Regions from separate parts of the Pan troglodytes genome. Here region 2 is linked to region 1. The links are chromatin contacts, called in public Hi-C maps. All regions are on one chromosome and are shown on one strand. Each heading gives the region's core, a stretch centred on a gene start, on an enhancer-like site or on the middle of the called end of the contact. The rest is flanking DNA. Distances are from core to core; before and after follow the strand shown.

Region 1 (6,465 bases), core at 3,741-6,240:
TTTCCACCCTAGTTTCCAATAAAGCTTTAGGAATGTAATTGCCATGTAGAACAATCTATCCAACACAGGAAAGAAAGACTCCTAAAAATTCCTAATCTTCCAATTAGATTATTTTTACTTTGTGCTGAAGAAAACCCCGCCTGATCCTATGGATTTCCCCTAAATGCCATATATCAAAAACTACTGATAAAGGCAAACAAAAACCCCCAAGGCTAGGGAGGTTAAAACGAAACTGGAAACTGTACATATTGCTGGTGAATAAATTGGTACGATCCTTTTGGAAAAAATACATAGTAACATAAAATGAATCACAAAAATGTTCATACCATATAATCCAGCAGTCTCACTTCTGGGAATTTATCCTAGACAAGTTATTCAACAGGAGAAGAAAAAATTATATACAAATGCTCATTCCATCATTGTCTCTAACAGCAAAGAATACAATAAGAATTTTTTAAAAAAACAAAATACACAAGAAAGTGGCTTAATAAAAGATAGTACATGCTGAAAATAAATTATTCTTCAGCTGTTAAAAATAATCATGAAGACTGGGTAGTGATACAAAAAACTGCCATGGTATTAAATAAAAAGAATACAAAAGGATTTGTATACTATGATCATTAACTTTGCAGACAGCTATGTCTCCATGTATACAAGGGTTGAAAGGTAATACTCAGAAAAGAAAATGGCATCACAGGGTGGAATGATTTGAGTTGCTTATACTTATATTTTTTTCAGAATTTTCTTTACTGTTGTACTGTCTATTACGTATAATTTTTCAAGTCTTTCTGAAGTAAATTGGGATTTCTGAGTTTTTCTCTAATTCTCACTTGGAAAAAAAGCAGAAACACTGCTTCTTCCCATCTTGATTAACAATGCTCTACTTAAAAAAGAAAACGAACATATTTCCAAATGTCCACATCTAAAGATGGAGAGCAAGAAAACAGAGCTGGATCCATTCAGGATGTTGCTGCTATCTGAAGGACTGATGTCGAATTCAGGAACCCAGTGAGGAGAGAAAGGAAGAGGGATCACCAGGGCCTTCTTCAGGGTGATGATCTGTTCCCAAGGCCACCTGGAGAGAGGCCTGGGGCAGCAAAAAATCAGCACACTTGCCTGCCTCACCAGGCTGCTGTCTGGTATCATCTCTTCCGTTCATTTCTGAGGTATTTTCTGAGGCCCTCACACTCTGAGGAAGCGCAGATGCCTGAGATGTCACAAAGCCATGCTGTACTTCAGAAGAGATGTCACAGAGAAGGACACCCCTCAGGAGTCATGGCCAAAGGTCATGTCCCATGTGCCTAGTTGGGAGGGACAGGTCCCCTAATGCCAAATATCTGGCTGCTACTCCACTTTGCAGACAGAAAACTCAGCTTTGTCTGCTCTCTCAGACCTCTGTCAACCTAGGAAAAGTGACACACACTGAACAAACACCACATGAGCTGTGTGTTTAAGTCATGTGGTTGCCTTTTGAAGGAGAGGGAGCTGGATAGAAAACTGGATTGAGCCAGACAACTACCCAGGGTACTCCCTCTACAACCAGATCAAGCCATTGATGAGAAGAATGTTAGGTGAGCACAGAACCCAACGGGTAGTGCTGGGTCCACTCTGGGAGGCCTTCTGTTCAGCCGCGTGACCTGAGGGACAGAACGTAGCTCCTCTATAACCAAGGAACCTGGCAAACTATCCAAGAGGAGTGTCTTAGCACCCAGAACCCTACCTCAACCCCTTGCAGTGGTGGTCCTTATTGTAGGCCCCAGCTCTAATACCACTGATGGTTCCCTTTCATTCCCAAGGCCCTGCCCAGCTTACCTCCATTGACAGATCATCTTCCCAAGGTTAGGTTCCAGGTAACCCAGCTCATTTCTTGTGCACTTACTGGCCAGTTTTGATGTCAAATAGACGACGATGTCTTCTTTGATCTCCCCTCCTATTCTCAAGACCCCTCTTCCTGCTGGTCACATGCAGTAAGTGATTAAGGTTGATGGAGGGATGAAGATCATAATGCTGTAAGGTCAGAGAGGGACTGGTCACTGAGGTAAAAGCAGGGGATCTGGAGAGAGAAGACTAAAGGCTAGGCCCAGGCTCTGTACCTGACCACCTATGCAGCGTCTGACAAGTCACCCAATTCTTCTGTGCTTCAGTTTTCACACACGTAAAATGAAGCTGGTAGTGCTGTACCTTCAGGCAGATGTATTTTGTAAATTGCCAAGTGCTCTGAAAATGTTTGTTGTTATCCTTGTGGACTGAAGTGTTCTGGGAAGAAGCAGAATATAAAGTTGGCCTTAAAGGTTGAGGAAGATTCAGGACATGTGGTCAGGAAGAGGATGGGCACTCCGGGATGGGAAACAGCATGAGCAAAGGCAAAAATGCAAATGGGATATACCAGGCATGGCTGCAGTAGAAAGCTTGCGTAAGGGAGAGGCTGGGGTAAGGCTGGAAAGGCAAGTGGGCTATATTCTGTTGGTCATAAGGAGCTATTGAACTTTTTGATCAAGTAAAAGAATGAAAGTCATGTTTTCGGAATACTAACGTGGTGGAGGTGTGAAGGATACAGAAATTGGAGGAGGGTTAGAATGCAGGCAGAGTGAACAAAGGAAGGTGTTGTAAACTCCAGTTAAGAGATATGATGGGGGCCTGAATGAAGGCAGGGGCACTAAGGCTTAAACAGAGGAAGCACATTGGGGAGATACAGAAACAAAAGGATAGGGTGACAGTGTAGTAGAAGAAGAGAAGGCTTGGGGACAATTTTCATTATCTAGGTGGACAATGGTGCCACTCACCAAGATAGAGAATAAAGGAGAAGGCACCAGTGAGCAGTGCAGATTGAGTTCTTTGGATATGTTTACTTTGTCTGTAGAATGTCCAAGGAATACTAACCAGTAATTAAGTGACCATATGGGTGTGGAGCTCAGCAATAAGGATGTGAATTGAAGCCACCCAAGAAGACCATGTACTGTGAAAAGATAAGGACAAGGACAGAAGGCTGAGGAACATCAACATTCAAATGGTGGACAACGCTGGATGGAAGAACCTGAAAAGAAGACTGAAAAGTGACCAGAGTAGGAGGAAGGCAAGACTTTTTCTAGAAAAAGACGCCAACAGATTAAAGTACAACAGAAAGAACAAGTGATATGAAGAATAGGAAGAGTCCAATTTGGCAATTCGTTCATTAATGACATTAGTAAGAGCAACTTCACTGAAGTCACAGGCTGTGAGCTAGACTGCAGCGAACAATGGATGGGAAGGTGCAAATGGGCAGGATTTGTAGACTACTCTTTTGGGGAGCTTGGCTGTAAGGGCAATGACATGGGAGAATTTTGGATTTTTTTTTTTTTTTTTTTTTTTTGAGACGGAGTCTCGTTCTGTCGCCCAGGCTGCAGTGCAGTGGCGCGATCTCGGTTCACTACAAGCTCCGCCTTCCGGGTTCACGCCATTCTCCTGCCTCAGCCTCCAGAGTAGCTGGGATTACAGGCGCCCACCACCACGCCCATCTAATTTTTTGTATTTTTAGTAGAGACGGGGTTTCACCGTGTTAGCCAGGATGGTCTCGATCTCCTGACCTCGTGATCCGCCCGCCTCGGCCTTCCAAAGTGCTGGGATTACAAAAGTAAGCCACCACGCCCGGCCAGAATTTTGGATATTTTAGCTAAAATATATTTTAGCTGAAGGGGGCAAGACAAAGAAAAATAAATAAATACACGCTCACACATACACACAGAGAATAACTGAGGGGATGGGATTTTAAAAATGTATTTCCTTTTTCCCATGGGATCTATTAATAGACTAGCGAGGGGATGGGATCTTGAACACTGGTTGAAGGAACCGACTTAAGAGCGAAGACACGCTGCTATTAGCGAAGACAGGGAGGTGAGGGTAAGTTCATTTATTCACTCAACAATCACTAGTTGAGTGTGGATTAAAAAAAACAGTCCTTGACCACATAAGGAATTAGGTCTAGTAGGGAAGACAAACGTAGGTCAATAAGTTACATAAGGGTTATACTAGATTGTGTGGTGGTACAGGTGGGGAAGCGAGCAACTGTCTGCATTGTGTCCAGGAAAGGGTCACAGGCGTGTTATGTAGATTCTGGAGAAAATTCAAAAATAGCATTTATTTTTACTTATTTACTTTTGTATGTGGAGACGAGGGTCTCACTATGTTGCCCAGGCTGGTGTTGAACTACTCGCCTCAAGAAATCCTCCCGCCTCGACCTCCCAAAGTGTTGGGACTACAGGTGTGAGCCACCGCGCCTGGCCTAAATGTGGCATTTAGAAAAAGTATTTACAACATCTGCATTAAAAGGACCATAAAGCAACCAGGCATGTAAGTCCCTGAAGCAATTTAAGTTGCTCAAACTTGAGAGGACAACCAAATGATAGCAAAAGGGCAAAAGAGAAAGGAAGCTGCAGTGCCCACTCAGAAGTGTGAGAGCGGGAGAAGGCATTTCGGGAGCCGCCCGAGCTTCAGGAAACCGAGCGAGACACCAGGTGGGCACACTGAGGATTAAAGAGGGCCTCGCGGTTCCGCACTGCGGCCGGGAGACAAACCAGTAGCCACTATCACCAGCCCGGGGCAGACCACTAAGAACTGTGGAGGCGCGCGGGGCGGCTCAGGGCTGGCGCATTTGGTGAGGAGCTCAGACACCGAGGCCCTTAGGGTCGGCTTAGGCGGTTCCCTGACCAAGGCGCCAGAAAAGGGCCTGGCTCAAGCAAGCACGGGCGGCGTGCAGTACAGCACACCTAGCCCCGATTCTTCAACAGTTCTCGCCCTCCGAGCCTAGCACAGCGAGCCTCACCGAAACCGTACACCGCCACCAGGACACTCCGTGATGGGGGATCACCACCCTCAGAAAGAGGAAGCGACTAGCAGGCGCGCAATCCCGCGAGACCAAGAGGCCCCGCCCGAAGCCCGGCCTCTGTGACCGGAAGTGAGGCGTTTTGCCCCCGCCCCCGTGGCCGATACCTCGCGAGACTTGGCGAAGGCCTTCCTTTTTCGTCTGGGCTGCCAACATGGTAGGTGTTTGGTTTCTTGCCTCCTCTTCCTTGCCGGCGGAGACCCCTAAGCTGTATTCCCATTGCCCCTAGTCATCCACTGTCTACCATGGTCGGGGCTTCCAGGCTGCGCATGGCCGCCTGCAGGGCAGGGTGGCCGGCGCGGGCCCGGGGCGGGGCTCCCGGAGCCGTGTGTTAGGCCCGCGGTTCGGATCTCTAGGACACGCGGGCCCCTGCGCTACCGTGGTGAGACCTCACGGCCCTGAGCCGATCGGTACCCTCAACTTTCCCAAACGCTCCAGAAGTTAGGTCTTTGACCCACAGGCTTACAGGACCATCTCAGCTGGCAGGCATCGCCCCCTGCCCCTAATTCCTTAGGCCTTACCACCAAGCTTTTTCCAAACAGCCATCCAGACTGAGGAAGACCCGGAAACTTAGGGGCCACGTGAGCCACGGCCACGGCCGCATAGGTAAGTGCCGGCTTCCCCTCGGGGTGGGCCTTGGGCTCTCTTCGGGTGCTTAGCTAGGCTGGAGATCGGTAGCCTATAAGTGGGTTAGAATAAGACCTTTTTGTGGTCAAGTTGGACAGCTGTTGATTTTTTTCTGAGGATCCTCTAGTATTCCATTTCTAAGGAATTTCACATCAGTGGGGTAATAGGAATTGAGCAGGCACGGTATTGGGTTAGTTGAAGACATGGAGTACTGTGGGAATGCTGTGATGTGGAACCTGAAAAGATGTTTCACCCGGAATCCTAAAGTAATCGCATTGCTGAAAACCGGCATCGGTAGGGTGGGAACAGCGTAAGCGGGACACAGAAGTCTGGGAAACACTCTGCTTTTGTGCGAGGAAGTATTGAGATGCATGAGAAGGCTGTGTGGTGCATGTAGCTTTTTTGTGTGTGTGAGACTGATCACTGTCGCCCAGGCTGGAGTGCAGTGGCGAAATCTCGGCTCACTGCAACCCCTGCCTGCCGGGCTCAAGCGATTCTCCTGCCTCAGCCTCCCGAGTAGCTGATATTACAGGTGTGCGCCACGACGCCCGGCTAATTCTTTTTCTATTTTTAGTAGAGTCGGGGGTTTCTCCGTGTTGGCCAGGCTGGTCTCGAACTCCTGACCTCAGGTGATCTACCCCCCTCGTCCTCCTAAAGTGCTGGGATTACAGGCATGAGCCATCACACCGGCCCCACGTAGCTTTGTATTCCTGCAGGCAAGCACCGGAAGCACCCCGGCGGCCGCGGTAATGCTGGTGGTCTGCATCACCACCGGATCAACTTCGACAAATAGTAAGTGTCCTTGGACTGCTTTTATTGACACAGCTTGGGAGGTAGGGGCAGAGAGAGGGCTGGCTTAAACAAAAAGTTCAGAAGCAAGCCTTGCCTATTGCTGTTTTTTACCAAGTTAACACTTGGTGTGAACTGAGAACCTGTCATCGAGGCTAGAGTCACGCTTGGGTATCGGCTATTGCCTGAGT
Region 2 (6,247 bases), core at 3,156-5,655, 230 kb after region 1:
TGGGTTTTTAACCCTTTTTGGATCCCTTCACATAAAGAAAAGGAATTTACATTGATCTTCACTGGACTTGTTTTTTCTCCACAAAAAGTCCCAAATACAGCACCAGTCTCTTTCCCCATTTCACAATTAAAGACCTCTTCCAACGCGTCTCCTCCAAAACATAGAACCCTGACAACTAACTTTCATCTGTTCTCATTAGTGAATTTACCCTTGTGAAGATAGAAGTCATTAAAAACTCATACCAATAGTTTATTTTTCTGTCAATACTGACCGTCTATTTCTCTGTTGACCAGGCACATTCCTAATTAGTTGCCCTCTCTCCATTTACAATTCTATTTTCAGTTCTCACCAGTGGCTTTCATTTGGCGTAGTCTGTATTTGATCCACAAGGGGCCTGATGGTAGGTCATGTTCTATCATTATTCCCAGCCAATCTTAAAAAAGATAAAAAGGAATCTCTCAAGTCTCTCAATCTGTGGTTTACAGGATGAATCTTTAAAATTATAAATATGCACATATAAAAATATATTTACAAATAGAAAAATAAAAACAAATGCAAAGATTTAATTTAGAGTCTTTTGGTTTCAGTTTCATTTCAAGCATCTTCTTTCCCATAAATTTCTAAATGTTAAATTCTGAGAAAATGTAGTTACAATTGAATATTCATTACATTCATTAAAGTTCATGTAGGTAGGTGTTTTTTTAATAGAAAAGCCAACTCTTTTTATTTTCTTAAGATAGGTTCTTACTCTGTTGCCCCGGCTGGAGGGCAGTGGCACGATCATAGCTCACTGCAGCCTCAACATCCTGGACTCAAGCAATCCTCCCATCTCAACCTCCCAAGTAGCTAGGACTACAGGTATGAGCCACCATGCCAGGCTAATTTTTTAATTTTTAAAAAAATAGAGACAGGGGTCTCACTATGTTGCCCAGGCTGCTGACAAACTCCTGGCCTCAAGTAATCCTTCCACCTCAACCTCCTGAACTTCTGGGATTACAGGTATGAGCCACCACAAAGCCACCTCTTTATCTGGGCTAACAGAAGTCTATTTAACTTAAAAATTAAATCAGAGTAATTTCAACAAATGTCTACTGAACACCCCCTACTTAACAGGCCCTGGAATGTTTAGGGACAAATAAGGAACAGTTTCTGCCTTCAAGGAATTGAAAGGCTATTGGGAGAGAAGAAACCATAACTACACATAATTTAAATTAGATTGGAAAAGTACACAAAAAAAATTTTTTTAAGGATATGGCAACAGAGGTGGCAACTGGGAACCACTGGGAAAAGTTTCAAAGAGCTGACCTGACAAAAAGAAAGTAGCGCCTCAACTGGAATGACTAAAATAGAATGGGGAAGAGAGACAAATGAGATGAGGTGTGGCTATGATACTGGGTAAGTGAGAGCATATTTTGGGAGACCAGGCTGAAGCTTAAGATAATAATACTAGCTAATATTTATTGAGCACCTACTATGTACCAAGTACTATAAATGCACTTTATAGATATTAACTTACTTGATATTCACAATAACCCTATGAGGAATGTGCTAAAACCTTGAAATCCATAAAAAATAAAGAGGACCAAATTCTGTCCCACTCCAACCACACTTATTGTAAAAGCAGTTAACAGGTATCTTATCTACCTCTTCTCTCACTAATTCCTAGGCCATCCTTCAAGGCCTAGCTTGAAAACTACATTCTCTGCAAAACCTTTCTTGATCCTCCCAGCTGAACATAGTCTCCTAAGCTTGATAGCATTTTATCTGTGTCAATCTTATGGCATGTCCGAATATTTTGTTCTTGGTATTATAGATTTTATGCGCATTCTTTCCTCTTTTTTATTCTCCTTTAGTCTGATCCACATTCTGTTCTCCACAACTCCTAGGGCAGTGTCTGGCACATACTAATGCTAGCTAAGTCTATGGAGCACTTATCTTTGCCGGGCACTGTGCTGAGCATTTTACAGGAATTATCTCACAGAATCCTAATGGCAACCCAATTCACACATTCAAGGGCTATTTTTAGTCCTTACTGTGACAGACAAAATAGTAAATACTAGATGCACCTTAAACTCTAAACACTACAGATACAGTCGCTTCCCTCAAGAAGCTCAGTCTAAAGAAGTTAGTACTATTGGAATCCCCAGATATAGAGATGAGGAAAAGTGAGGCTCAAAGAAGTAATATGTTTGCCCAGAACCACAGAGCAAAAAAGTGGCAGAGAGCCTGGGCAACATAGGGAGACCCTGTCTCTACGAAACATTTAAAAAATGTGCGGGGCGTGGTGGCTGAAGAAGAGGATCGCTTGAGCCCAGGAGGTCGAGGCTGCAGTGAGCCGAGATCGTGCCACTGCACTTCAGCCTGGCTGACAGGGTGATACCCTCGTTTCTTTATTAAACAAAAAAGAAGAAGAAGAAGAAAGAAGAAGAGGAAGAGGAAGAAGGAGGAGGAGGAGGAGGAAGAAGAAGGAGAAGGAGAAGGAGAAGAAATGGAAAAAAAAAAGATGGCAGAGCCAGAATTCAAACCAGCTCCCCCGAGTGGATATACAGGACCCCATGCACGTATAACCACTACGTTCTAAAGGAGGCACTTGATAAACCCTTATTGAAGGCAATGTTTTGGAATACCAATAAAATGAAAAAAAAAATCATCTCAAGAATAATGTAGGGTTTCACTCACTGTTATTCTTTTTTATAAGGGGAAAGCAGGAAATTTGCAAAAGTTAAGTAGCATAGAAGGAGGTCGTATTGCTCGGCTACCTGGTACCTGATAATTGCTCAGCAAGCCATCTGTTGAGACTAGGTGAGGATGGAGTTTCTCTCCTTTTTCATGAACCACAGAGGAGACTTAAAGGAGGATTTCTTTGTGTTCCTTAAAGTGACCCCCACTGAGCGTGTCCCTCAAAGGGGACCTTCCTAAGCATCGGCGCTTTGCTTTGCGCTGGGTGGTGCGGCTGAGTCACTAATTAGCAGTGAGAGCCTGGGCTGTATCTCCTACCAAATAACCAGCGGAGTGGAGTGACAGGTCCTTACTTAAACATGGTTTAAGTAAGCATTCACAGTTCCTTAAACATGGTGCAGTCTTCCTAAAAGATGGAGTCAGACCCCAAGAGAACAGGTCTCCAAAAATGTGTGAATCCGTACTTCCCACTGGAGGGGAGAGAGAGCTGCGCTGAGGGATTATGAGAGACCCTACAACTTCTCAGGCGCCCCCTGCCCCGGGGGCCAGGAACATCTGCAGACAGCCCCGCCTCCGTCTCGCCTCAATCCCGAGCTGTTCCCTTCTCCAAAGGCCACCTTGGCAGCCACACAGTTTGGCCTAATCACCTCCTCAAACAAGAGTAGCGACACCCCAAAATGTAGACCAAGCAGAAAGAGGCGCGGGAGGCACTTGCCTTATTCCCCATGATGTTTTTGTTTTGAGACGAAGTCTTCCTCTGTCGCCCAGGCTGGAGTGCAGTGGCGCGATCTCGTCTCACTGCAACCTCCGCTTCCCGGGTTCAAGCGATCCTCCCACCTCGACCCTCCCGAGTAGCTGGGACTACAGATGCGCGCCACCACTCCTCCTACTGTGTGTGTGTGTGGACACGGGTTGTCGCTATGTTGCCTACCTAGCTGGTACCCCATAACCACTCCTGGCTAGTGTGTGTGTGTGTGTGTGTGTGTGTGTGTGTGTGTGTACACGGGTTCTCGCTATGTTGCCTACCTAGCTGGTACCCCATAATTTTTTAGCTCAACAGGAGACCTGCCTTTATACCCACCAAGTTAAGCAGCGCAGTAGCCCTCTAAGGGCCAGCCCCACGCCCAGAGGCTCCTCCGACAGCGTGGACAGATGCCCTGGGCTGCTGGCTCGACTCAGTCCTCAGCCCCCAGCCCCCGACCCCCGACCCCCGGCCCCCAGCGCCCGGCGCCCCGCCTCCAGCGCTCAGCAGTTAACCAGGCAACTCGCGCGCAGACGCCAAGGCTGGGACGCAGAAGGCGTGTTTGGCCGCCCCGCCTCTCCCGCCTCTCCCGCCTCTCCCGCCTCTCCCGCCTCTCCCGCCTCTCCCGCCTCTCCCGCCTCTCCCGCCTCTCCCACCTTCCGCCAATGGCCCAGCTGCGCCGGCGCCGCCGGGAGCGCTAGGCCTGGTCCCTCTTCCTAGGATAGCGTTGCGCGCATGCGCCTTGACGAGTGAGCCGGGTGAGGGGGCTCCCTAGGTAGCGGAAGGGGTAGATGAAAATGGAAGGGGCGGGCGCGCTAGGCCTCGTCCTGGCTGGGCTCCCGCTGGAGTGTGCGTTGGGGGCGGACCAGGAGCGGTGGTCTCCAGGGAGGTCGAGGCTGGGGCTCCCACCCGGATTTGGAGCAGGGTCGCCGCGGCCCAGGTGACCCGCCGGCGTTTGTACGTTGTGTGCCCACTCAGGGAGCCATGGACAACTGTTTAGCGGCCGCAGCGCTGAATGGGGTGGACCGACGTTCCCTGCAGCGTTCAGCAAGGCTGGCTCTAGAAGTGCTGGAGAGGGCCAAGAGGAGGGCGGTGGACTGGCATGCCCTGGAGCGTCCCAAAGGCTGCATGGGGGTCCTTGCCCGGGAGGCGCCCCACCTAGAGAAACAGCCGGCAGCCGGCCCGCAGCGCGTTCTCCCAGGAGAGGTGAGGGTCGCTGTGCCGGGGGCCGCCCCAGTCCTTCGCGCCGCGGTAGCCCGCTGGGAGCCAGGGGTGCGCAGCGCAGAAGCAGCTGAGGAAACCTCCCCTTAGCGGAAGCTGGAAAGGATCAGAACAATGAATGGAAAAGTCCTTTCAAAACGCTTTACATTTGACAGATTCTTGTTGGGTAGCTGTAGAATAACGGTAGTGTTCAGCCCTGGTTGGTTACTTAAAAAAAAAAAAAAAAAATTTAGCCGGGCGCGGTGGCTCATGCCTGCAATCCCAGCACTTTGGGAGGCCGAGGCGGGCGGATCACCTGAGGTCGGGAGTTCGAAAGCAGCCTGACCAACATGGAGAAATCCCATCTCTACTAAAAATACAAAATTAGCCGGGCGTGGTGGCGCATGTCTGTAATCCCAGGTACTAGGGAGGCTGAGGCAGGAGAATCGCTTGAACCCGGGAGGCGGAGGTCGCGGTGAGCCGAGATCGCGCCATTGCACTCCAGCCTGGGCAACAAGAGCGAAACCTCCGTGTCAAAAAAAAAAAAAAAAAATCTTACAGCTATCATCTGATAATAGAGGAAAGCCTGCAAACCTGCCTCTTAGATCCTGGATAAATTGCATGTCTATCTTTTAGAGTTGGAATTCTTTCTCAATAACATCGTTCTTTCTGACATAAACTTGCAGAGCCTTTCCAAAAGTAAAAAGGAGACTATTTCCAAAATGGCTTCATTCTCCAGCAGGGAATCCTAGAGCTAACCTGTGACGTGCCATTTATTCAAATAGAGAGAAGAGAGACCCCCAACCCTTAGTGCTTCCTTCAGAACAATGGCTGAATTCATGGACTATACTTCAAGTCAGTGTGGGGTAAGTTGGTGTGAACCAAAGCTATGCCCCATCACCTGCTGATGGACCACATTTGGATCTTTCTGGAATTTACGGAGAATCTGGAGACTACCTGTTTCTCCTGCCCAGCCTTCACGGTCAGATTGTAATCAGTCAAGGACTTAAACCAGGGGGTAAATCCAAGTTAGAATTCACCCAATAAATGTTTATTGAATGCCTAACCCTGTAGCTGACAATATAGCAATGAAAAGTCAGAAAAGGTCTTCTGCCCTCAGTGATCTTTCAGTCTAGTGGGGGGAAAATAGCTTATTTGCCGAATTTCATAGCAAATAAGTTAAATATTAGGGGGTTTTTTTAACTTTTTTTTTTTTTTTTTTTTTTTTTTTGAGACAGAGGCTTGCTCTGTGGCGCAGGCTGGAGTGCAGTGGTGCGATCTCGGCTCACTGCAAGCTCTCCCTCCTGGGTTCACACCATTCTCCTGCCTCAGCCTCCCTAGTAGCTGGGACTACAGGCGCCCACCACCACGCCCAGCTAATTTTTTTTTTTTGTATTTTTAGTAGAGACGGGGTTTCACTGTGTTACCCAGGATGGTCTCCATCTCCTGACCTCGTGATCTGCCCGCCTCAGCCTCCCAAAGTGCTGGGATTACAGGTGTGAGCCACCGTGCCCGACCTTTTTTTTTTTTTTTTTTTCAATTGAGACAGAGTCTCACTCCATCACCCAGGCTAGAGTGCAGTGGCTCAGTCTCGGCTCACTGCAACCCCTACCTCCTGGCCTCCTG

Evidence for each region. A called contact is a pair of places that touch in the nucleus more often than the background predicts.
Region 2: a contact with region 1 is called in a Hi-C map of stem cell-derived neural progenitor cells, with 4 times the contacts expected there. The contact joins the promoter of AKIP1 here to the promoter of RPL27A in region 1. A contact is called at or near these places in 1 of 7 Hi-C or Micro-C datasets (stem cell-derived neural progenitor cells) and 1 of 1 datasets of contacts at active chromatin or transcription factors (stem cell-derived excitatory neurons).

The regions. Positions count from the first base shown.
Region 1 is chr9:12,820,850-12,827,314 of NHGRI_mPanTro3-v2.0_pri, forward strand. RPL27A (ribosomal protein L27a) reads left to right here and starts at 4,991. Exons shown (of 5, transcript NM_001034084.1): 1 at 4,991-5,015; 2 at 5,401-5,464; 3 at 6,202-6,277. The coding sequence starts at 5,013. It overlaps TRIM66 (tripartite motif containing 66), which reads right to left and starts at 1,949. Exons shown (of 25, transcript XM_063782729.1): 1 at 1,813-1,949; 2 at 327-362. It overlaps LOC112204892 (small nucleolar RNA SNORA3/SNORA45 family), which reads left to right and starts at 6,423; the gene lies at 6,423-6,465.
Region 2 is chr9:13,052,272-13,058,518 of NHGRI_mPanTro3-v2.0_pri, forward strand. AKIP1 (A-kinase interacting protein 1) reads left to right here and starts at 4,406. Exons shown (of 3, transcript XM_024346965.3): 1 at 4,406-4,627. The coding sequence starts at 4,406. It overlaps DENND2B (DENN domain containing 2B), which reads right to left and starts at 4,163. Exons shown (of 22, transcript XM_063782749.1): 1 at 4,078-4,163; 2 at 350-433.